Linked DNA regions of Rattus norvegicus: all the other regions are linked to region 3. The links are chromatin contacts, called in public Hi-C maps. All regions are on one chromosome and are shown on one strand. The core of a region is the stretch at or near the end of the contact, and the rest is flanking DNA. Distances in the headings are between cores, read along the strand shown. Region 1 has its middle 50 kb from the start of Cpo. Region 2 overlaps Cpo (carboxypeptidase O). Region 3 has its middle 33 kb from the start of Fastkd2.

Region 1 (2,748 bases), core at 140-2,639, 170 kb before region 3:
ATAATGGGAGAACTTTTGATCTCTCTCTCTCTCTCTCTCTCTCTCTCTCTCTCTCTCTCTCTCTCTCTCTCTCTCTCTCCCTGCCTCTCTATGGAGTTCTAGCTGTGCAGGAGCTTGCTATGTAGAGCAGGCTGAATTGGAATTCACCAGGAGCCACCAGCTTCTGCCTGAGTGCTGGGATTAAAGGTGTGTACCACCATGCCAGGCTAGATGTGCCTTTTCTGAGAATGACCCACCCACTCAAATGGGTGAATTCTTGAAACTGTACTTGCAATAACAGATAATTCCTTTACAGGTCAGAGATGGATAGCTGGCTCAATCTTAGAGCCTGTCAGGATGTTGAATCTGGGGTGATAATCAGTGTTTTAAGAATCTCCCTCTGGGGAAATGACATTCTTTTAAGGTCACCTCGTGAAAAGAGACTACTGTGAAATGAGAGAAAGAGAGAGGTGGTGCCTGGAAAGAGGTAGAAGCCAATGACTCACAGCCACACGAAGCCTTGCTGGGACTCTGTGGGTCCTAGGTTTCAAGTCTCTGTTCCCGTCTTCCAAGAGTGCAGGACTGTCACGTTCTAAGTAAGAGAAAAAAGCATGGATCCTTCCAACAATCCTCATGTTTGCACATCTGAGTGTGTGTTGCTTGTATACCTTTACTGAGATAATACCTATAACGACTGAGTGTTAGCGGCCATAGTCCATCTGTTCTCTTTTGGAAATGTCTGCTGGCGAGACTGAATTTCAGATGTGGCAACACAGGGAGGGGCACAGGGTACCACATAGCCAGAATACAGTTGTGATATCTCCTTATTCAAGGTCACCTGGAGTGCAGCTCCGGTTCCTTTGCACCAATGTGGATTCCGCACGACTAAACTGGAAGCTTCTTCGAGATGACCCCATCCATTTATTTTCACTCCCTGTAGCACTGCATTGTGGTATTGACTTTTCTGATGATGTTTATATAAAGATAGAAAGGAAAAACCTTTCTACTTCAATAATTTTCCATTTGGGCAAAACTTCTCTTGCCTTGATTTAGGAAATAATCACATTTTCTTTCTCTTTTTTGTTGAAACCTGCCTCTTCTCGCAGCTTTGTGTCAATGAGGAGATAGGTTTATTTAGCCAGTAATTTCCACTGCAGAAAATCTTGGGCCCAGATTGCCCTGCAAAAGCAATATGTTCTGTTTTATTTTTATATTACATTATATTTATTTTAATTGCATTCTCCATCTGGTCAAAGATGGCATTAGGCACTGTAAATGAAGAAAAGAAACAAAGAGAGAGAGCTAACCATGATAATAACTGAGATTATTATTTCTAAAAGATCCATCTAGGAGCACAATAACCTCCATGAGTGGGCAAATTCCACAGCCCTCTCACAAGAGAGCTCAGGAAAAATTGTGGGAAAGAAAGAAGATGAAGATAAGCTGATTGACGGGTTCCTGGGTCTTATGCATGGCCAGGATGAGGTTTTGCATTCAGCCCCTTCCTAAGTCAGTTCTTAGACGTGTGTGTGTGTGTGTGTGTGTGTGTGTGTGTGTGAGAGAGAGAGAGAGAGAGAGAGAGAGAGAGAGAGAGATTATAAAATGACTCTTAAGTAACACCTAAGCTATCTTCAGTCCTTTGATTATTTCCAAAGGTGTTCAGAAGGATGTAAATGCTGTTTCAACAAAACTTTTTTTTTAATATAAACTTAAGAAGGAATACGCACAGAGAGAGAGAGAGAGAGAGAGAGAGAGAGAGAGAGAGAGAGAGAGAGAGGAAGAAGAAGAAGAAGAGGAAGAGGAAGAGGAAGAGGAAGAGGAAGAGGAAGAGGAAGAGGAAGAAGAAGAAGAAGAAGAAGAAGAAGAAGAAGAAGAAGAAGAAGAAGAAGAAGAAGAAGAAGAAGAAGAAGAAGAAGAAGTCATTTTCTTCGTGTGTCTTGGAGATGTTTCTACAAAAAGCTGTGCTGGCAATTGGAGGCCTTCCAAATGAAGCCAGTATGACTGCAGGGGCCAATGTGCTACACACAAAATTCTTAAGTCAGACACACCCAGTGGAAGAGAAGGCACTCACAGTCAGGTCAGGATGCTGCACGAGTCATTATCATGGATGCTGTATTGTCTGTTCCTGTTTTAAAATGTGAACAAATTGCAGGACTCTAGGGGAGGGTTTGCACATGAAAGTTTGCCAAAAACAAGTGGGTGGTGACATTCCCAGACTGTAATCCATTCCTCCTCCCACTCCCTGTAGTCTATCACTTAGGATAGTTTATGTTTCAAAAAACAAAGCCTTATTTGAAATGGCTAAGGCAAATAGTGGAATTTTGATTCACACACAGTTGGACTCAAGAGACTATGACTTTAGATATGGCTGAAGGCAGAGATCCACCATATTCTGAGGGGGCAACATGGCTATGAGGGCCTTTTGTCTATTGAGATGTCATATCTTTCTTCCAAGACTGCTCTCTAGCTCAGGTTCCAGAAATGGCTTCACAGCTCTGTTATCACCAATGCCAGTGAGAAGAGAGAAGGGAAGGGGGAGGGAGAGAGTGGGCGAGGAAGAACGGGAATCTTTCCCAATCCTTAATAAGACCAAGGAAGAACTTTTCACCAACCCCCCCTAGGGAGAGTCTCCCTGCATTTATTGTTCCAAACTGGATCATGTGTTCACTCTAAAGGCAATTCGTGTAGGTGTGGAAACATGGACATCTGGAAGCAATAGGATTAAGTCCTGGAGTAGAATGGCATCTGTGCCAGGAATCAGGGCTTTCT
Region 2 (2,759 bases), core at 142-2,641, 140 kb before region 3:
CGCCTGTAGGTTGAGACTTGATGCCCTCCTATATGTTAGACCAAACCTGCTGGGGAGGAAAGGTCCAGACAGCATGGATATTGCCCCTCAGCCAGTCCAGCCGAGCCTGGTCAACCAGCTGCCGACCACTTAGCTCAGCTGCATCAGCAGGCAGCACCAAGATCAGCAGAATTTTCTCACTGGTGTACAGGTGCATGCTCCACTGAGTTTTAGAAGGGTTTAGTTTATAGCTTTCTAGTTGTTAATAGCTAAGTAATACAACGGTCTTATAGAGCAATAAAAATTAATTACCAGCAAAACAAATGTTTAAAATGCTAGCACGACTCTTTATTAGAATATAGAGCATTTTTAGTTCCGGGGTTTGGTTGCTGTGCAACACACACCTTCACCCCAACCACATCCCCATCACTGGGGCTAAGCAGGCCAGAGTAGGACATACTTAAAGGAGACATGTGAAGAAGTAAAGCATGGCTGCTGCCGAGATAGTGAGTGCCCCCTTTGGGCCAGTAATTCTCATACACATCATCAAGGGGTAAGAAAATGGTTTCCCTGTCTCCTCATATATGCACTAGATCAGAGCAAACCCATGGGTACCATTGTCCACCAGCTCAAATGTGTATGAGAAGAGAAGGGGATCCCAATGCCTCCATTCCAGTCTTTTGAGGATCCTGACAGCATCTATAAATGAAAACGGGAAGATAAGTGTAGAAATCAGACTTTGAAAGGTGGGGTTCCATTGCCATCAAATAAAGGCTTCCCTGTAAAATGCAGGAGCTGTCCCTGATTAGGACCACTCCGTCCTTGGTAAACAGCTCCTATGGAAACTGCCTTTTATTGGGTCCTTGCTCTTCCTTGTGCCTGGAACATAGCAGAGACTTGGTTAAAGTTTCTCAGTTGATCAAAAAATGAGGCGACATCAAATTGCAAGGCAGAATCGAATGGACCAATTCTCACAAAGGAATTAAAAAAACAAACAGGCAAATGAATCACAGGACAATTATGACACAAATATTAGCTAGGTGGGCCCCAGGAGCTAAGGGTGGGGTTGTGGGTACGGGAGTAGTTTGGGGATTAGAAGACGGGTGCTAGGGTATACTTTAGATTTGGAGAAGGAGCATGCACTGTCAGCTGAAATCTCTCTTTGACTGTTTCCCCAGGCTTACTCTGATCTGTTTTCCTGGCAGGTGGGTCCTCTGGGACTGCCACCAACTGACCAAGGCTCAAAGGACAACCCCCCTCCTGTTAACTCCTGTGCCTTCTGACTTGCCAGCTCTTTTAAACTCAAGCCAGGGAAAATTCTGGTTTGAGCCAGCATCTCATTGTTTTTCCTTTGCACTCACGCCGTATCCCCAGAGAGTACAATACTGAATCACACAGACTTCCTTTTATCCTTGGTCATTTTGATTCATACAGCTCTCTGTGGGTCCTAGGAACTCCTACTCATTGGCCCAGCTCACCTTCTAAACTTCATTGATTTCTTCTGTGCCTTGGATACCATTAAAGAAGAAGAAGGAGAAGAAAAAGTATTCTTACATAAAATATCTGCACCCGATCCAACTCTATAATTGGTTCCATGCTTTGCTTTCAGGGCTCTTGCCGCCTTCTGTCCAACTTGAATCTGTAGGTGGGAAATGCCGAGAGAGCTGGTGTTAAAAATAAATCCGACAATCCAAGAGTTTTATATTTTGTACAGATCTACCCCTGAGGTTTTAGACTATCTCTCTAACCACCCGTTGGGCATTAGTATCCAGGTAGGCTGTTGGTAGCCCACACTAACCACGCCCACACTTCTTTTCATTCTGTCTTCCACCAGCAAGACTGTTCCAACTTCCTTGTTTCTGGTCCTGCATATTACTACAGCACATGTGTAAAGTCCTGTGGATTTCTTTAGCTTCTCCCCCCCCCCAAGTCACCAATGTGGCTTTCCATTGCGTTACTCCATCTCAGAATCATTACCCCAAAATTAGCCTGTTGCGTCTTCTAATACATTTCTTTTCCTCCCATCAATCTTTATCCGAGTTGACCCCACGTGGCTTCCGGATGCACATATCTATGTTCTTGATCCTGCTGAAAAGCGTTCAGTAACTGCTCTCTGCCCACTGAATTAAACACAGACTGCCTAGCCTAGATTTTGAGATCCTCTACAATATGTTCCTAATCTATCATTCTAATAATGCCCCCTATACACTTACCCCAATTGTAGTCAAACTCCCTTAATGTCCCTTAGCTTCTCCTTTTCTAGAATGTTACATCTACCTAGAACCCCTACCTATCAGAATTTACCCAACTTTGAGGGACCACTTTCTCAAACATCAGCTTCTCTGTGCATCTTTTTCTGATCTCCCCGCTGGCTTCTCTTTCTTCCCATGTTGTCTCTTTCTCATCTCTTAGTTCATAGTCTTTTGTGGTTTCACACACTCGCTTTTTCTTACAGATCTTTGATACATCTCTCTACTTCTGTGTCTCCCGATTCTTCAAGAAATTCCTCAGAACTAGACAATCTGTTAAGTGTCAGCCTTCCTTTCTACAGATTCTTTCCCAAGATCAGTCACTACTAAAGCTTATCACTTATCAGACTTCTGCTACGTTCTCTTCCTGACCTCCTGATAAAACTTTCACATATGACTGTTGACAGACCTTCTAAGTATTTCTGATTCCAGACATCCCAACATGATAGCCAATCCTCTAAATGCTTAGATTCTACACAGACACCACCGAAACCCCTTGTCACTCCTGCCCACACTGTGACGTTCAGAGGT
Region 3 (2,700 bases), core at 83-2,582:
TTTGTATTTTATTGCTGTGAAGAGACACCATGACCAAGGCAACTCTTATAAAGGACAACATTTAATTAGGGCTGGATTACAGGTTCAGAGGTTCAGTCCACTATCCTGGGAAGCACCGCAGAGTCCAGACAGACTTGGTGCTGGAGAAGGAGCTAGAGTTCTTCGTCTTAATACAAAGGCAGCAACAAAAAAATAAAAAAAGACTGTGTCTTCTTCTGAAAGCAGTCAGCAGGAGGCTCTCTTTCCACACTGGGAGGAGCTTGATTGTAGAGACCTCAAAACCTACCCCACAGTGACACACTTCCTCCTATGAGGCCATACCCACTAATAGTGCCACTCCCCATCAGCCACACCCACACATGAGTCTATGGGGATCAACCTATTCAAACCACCACAGTGCTATTGTCTGGCTATGTCTTGAACATGTGCCCTAAGGGCTGCTCATTGGAAGCTCAAGGTTGGGGAGGTGATGCAATGTTTAAAAGAAGTGGGGGTCTTCTGCAAGCTGATTGAGTCACTAAGGAGATGAATATGGGTCTGTATGATCGTGGTCAAAGAGCCTTTCCCTTTCTGCTCTTGGCTTCCTGTCTCACTACGTGAGTTTTCCCACTCACATGTGCTTTCCACGTGCTGGCAACTGCCATGATGCAATGCCACTAGAGGTGCCACTCCAGGGCTAGCACTGCTCATGTGAGCAGCCCAGTAAAGTACCCATCCTTAGCCACTCTGTCACAATGTAAAACAAACTCATAAGAACGACTTGTCTACAGTGTCTTTCCTCAGTGAAATATAGTCCTGAGGTATAGGGCACTGAACCCAAAGCTGCCTTTGTGCCAGACCTGGGCTGTGCAACTTCAGCTCTTAGACTCAGTTCCCTGAAGCTAAGTAAAGAAAATTCCCATTTTTTTTTTCAAAAAAAAGCTCTCTATGTACACACACAAAAAAATGTATTATTTTATCTAGCGACTGGCTCTGATGGGTACTTCCCTTATTTAATATGTAGGCCTTCTCTAAACATGAAAGGAGCAGGGTGAGACATGAACTTGGCTCAAAGCACTTCCGTTTAACAAGCCAGTCAGTCCCTCGGAGTCATGTTCGGAAGGCTGTTTTTATTGTTCGTGTTTTTGCTTTTGTAATTAATTAATTGCCGATAATGCTTTTTTGTTATATTTTTATAGTTAATTAGCAAGCATTGGGAGCAGGCAGCAACTTTTCATAGACTGCATAAGCACACAGATAAGAAATCGGCATCGCTACTGGAGTGCGCAATCACGGATTACTGGGCTGCTCGCACGAGAATTACAGACTAATTCAACTACAATAAAAAATTACACTTGAAGAGCTTATTATATACTATTCCTTCCCCTTCTGAGGAATGTCTGAGCAGAAGCCTAGCATGGCTACCATGGCAACTATAACGCAAAATTGGCAGTAACTTTATGAATTGCAAATTCTGCTAAGGGTGTTGGGGAATTTTTTTCTTCCTTCCATTTTTAACCATCTCATCTGCATTATCCCAGCAATATGTTAAACAAGATTTGGGGGAACTCAGCAATTACTTGGAAACAAGCTGTGTTTTAAAGCCTCAAATTCCATTTTTCTAACGAAGGCGCATGTTCACAGGGAACCCCCAGTTTACCTGGTTTTCATGTTCCGTGGTTTTAACTGAGCTCTTAACATACTGATCACCCTCACCTTTTCTGAGGAGAGTCGGGGTACTCTAACAAAGGGACTCACTATATTCCTTCCTGAACAAACAAACAAACAAACAAACAATAATGCTACAACCAGTTTCTCCCTCCGAGTAAATTCAGTTGTGATTCTCCATCAAAACATTCACCAAAGAAATGGTCAGTCCTTCTTGTTTTCCTCCCTCAATCCCATCACACATGAGTCACATGACAATGGGAAGCAGGCAGCACCCAACGAGGCTTGCTGACTTGGGATTTAGACACTTGCAAAGGTTAAGCAAAATCACGCAGTTCTGCATGGCATGTGGTCCTCCTCACTTAAGAGGCCTGGAATTGAGAGGAGAGTCACATAGCATCATGCCACCTTCTACCTCTGATTTTTGCCTCATCCATTTCACAAGTCTGTTGTAAAAATCATATGAGACAATGTGTTTGAATGCTGCCATGTCCCATTAAAATACAACAACCCAGAATTCCGATTTTCAAATTTGATACAACTCTTAATAAAAAGCTAAAGTATAAATGGATTTTATTCTGAATCTAGCACCAGGAAAAAAAAGTGATGGTTTGCCAAAAGATAGTTCAGGTCTTGGGCAACACTCTGAAATGAAGGTAGGAACAAAAATATGAATGAAATCCTACTCTATGACAAAAGACATAAATAGTTGCCTCTCCAAACTGTCTGTTTGCAATGAGTGAGACAGAAAATGACTTTGTGAAGCACATCTCTAAGAGAAGAGTCCTTCTGTGTCCTCAGTGCAGGGCACACAGCAGCATTTTGAGGAAACAAGGAGTCTGCTGGTGTGCTCTTTTCTGTCTGTCCTGTTCCATAGCAACCCACACCTCCCCACTCCCCGGGGTCAGAACTCTAGCTGTCTCCTGCCATTAAACAATAGTCTTCAGAAAGGATGTGCCACAGAACAGCTGATGCACATAAATTATTTTAGACAAGGTAATCAGAGGAATCAAAAGGCTTTAAGAGACAGGCTCTTGAGTTGCTCTGAAGACT

The links. A called contact is a pair of places that touch in the nucleus more often than the background predicts.
Region 1: a contact with region 3 is called in a Hi-C map of frontal cortex, with 3 times the contacts expected there. The contact joins two enhancer-like sites. A contact is called at or near these places in 2 of 12 Hi-C or Micro-C datasets (frontal cortex and kidney).
Region 2: a contact with region 3 is called in a Hi-C map of frontal cortex, with 3 times the contacts expected there. The contact joins two enhancer-like sites. A contact is called at or near these places in 3 of 12 Hi-C or Micro-C datasets (the A7r5 cell line, Schwann cells and frontal cortex).

The regions. Positions count from the first base shown.
Region 1 is chr9:72,862,747-72,865,494 of GRCr8, reverse strand. No RefSeq gene overlaps it. Among named protein-coding and RNA genes, the nearest start is that of Cpo, 50 kb to the right of the region's middle. Within about 2 kb of position 1,389, at least 14 of the 93 cell types and tissues checked have an H3K27ac peak or open chromatin away from gene starts, as enhancers often do.
Region 2 is chr9:72,829,658-72,832,416 of GRCr8, reverse strand. It overlaps Cpo (carboxypeptidase O), which reads right to left. Exons shown (of 12, transcript XM_039084310.1): 9 at 1,534-1,618; 10 at 1,314-1,315; 11 at 631-678; 12 at 361-628. The coding sequence ends at 569. Among named protein-coding and RNA genes, the nearest start is that of Cpo, 17 kb to the right of the region's middle. Within about 2 kb of position 1,391, at least 19 of the 93 cell types and tissues checked have an H3K27ac peak or open chromatin away from gene starts, as enhancers often do.
Region 3 is chr9:72,693,808-72,696,507 of GRCr8, reverse strand. No RefSeq gene overlaps it. Among named protein-coding and RNA genes, the nearest start is that of Fastkd2, 33 kb to the right of the region's middle. Within about 2 kb of position 1,332, at least 11 of the 93 cell types and tissues checked have an H3K27ac peak or open chromatin away from gene starts, as enhancers often do.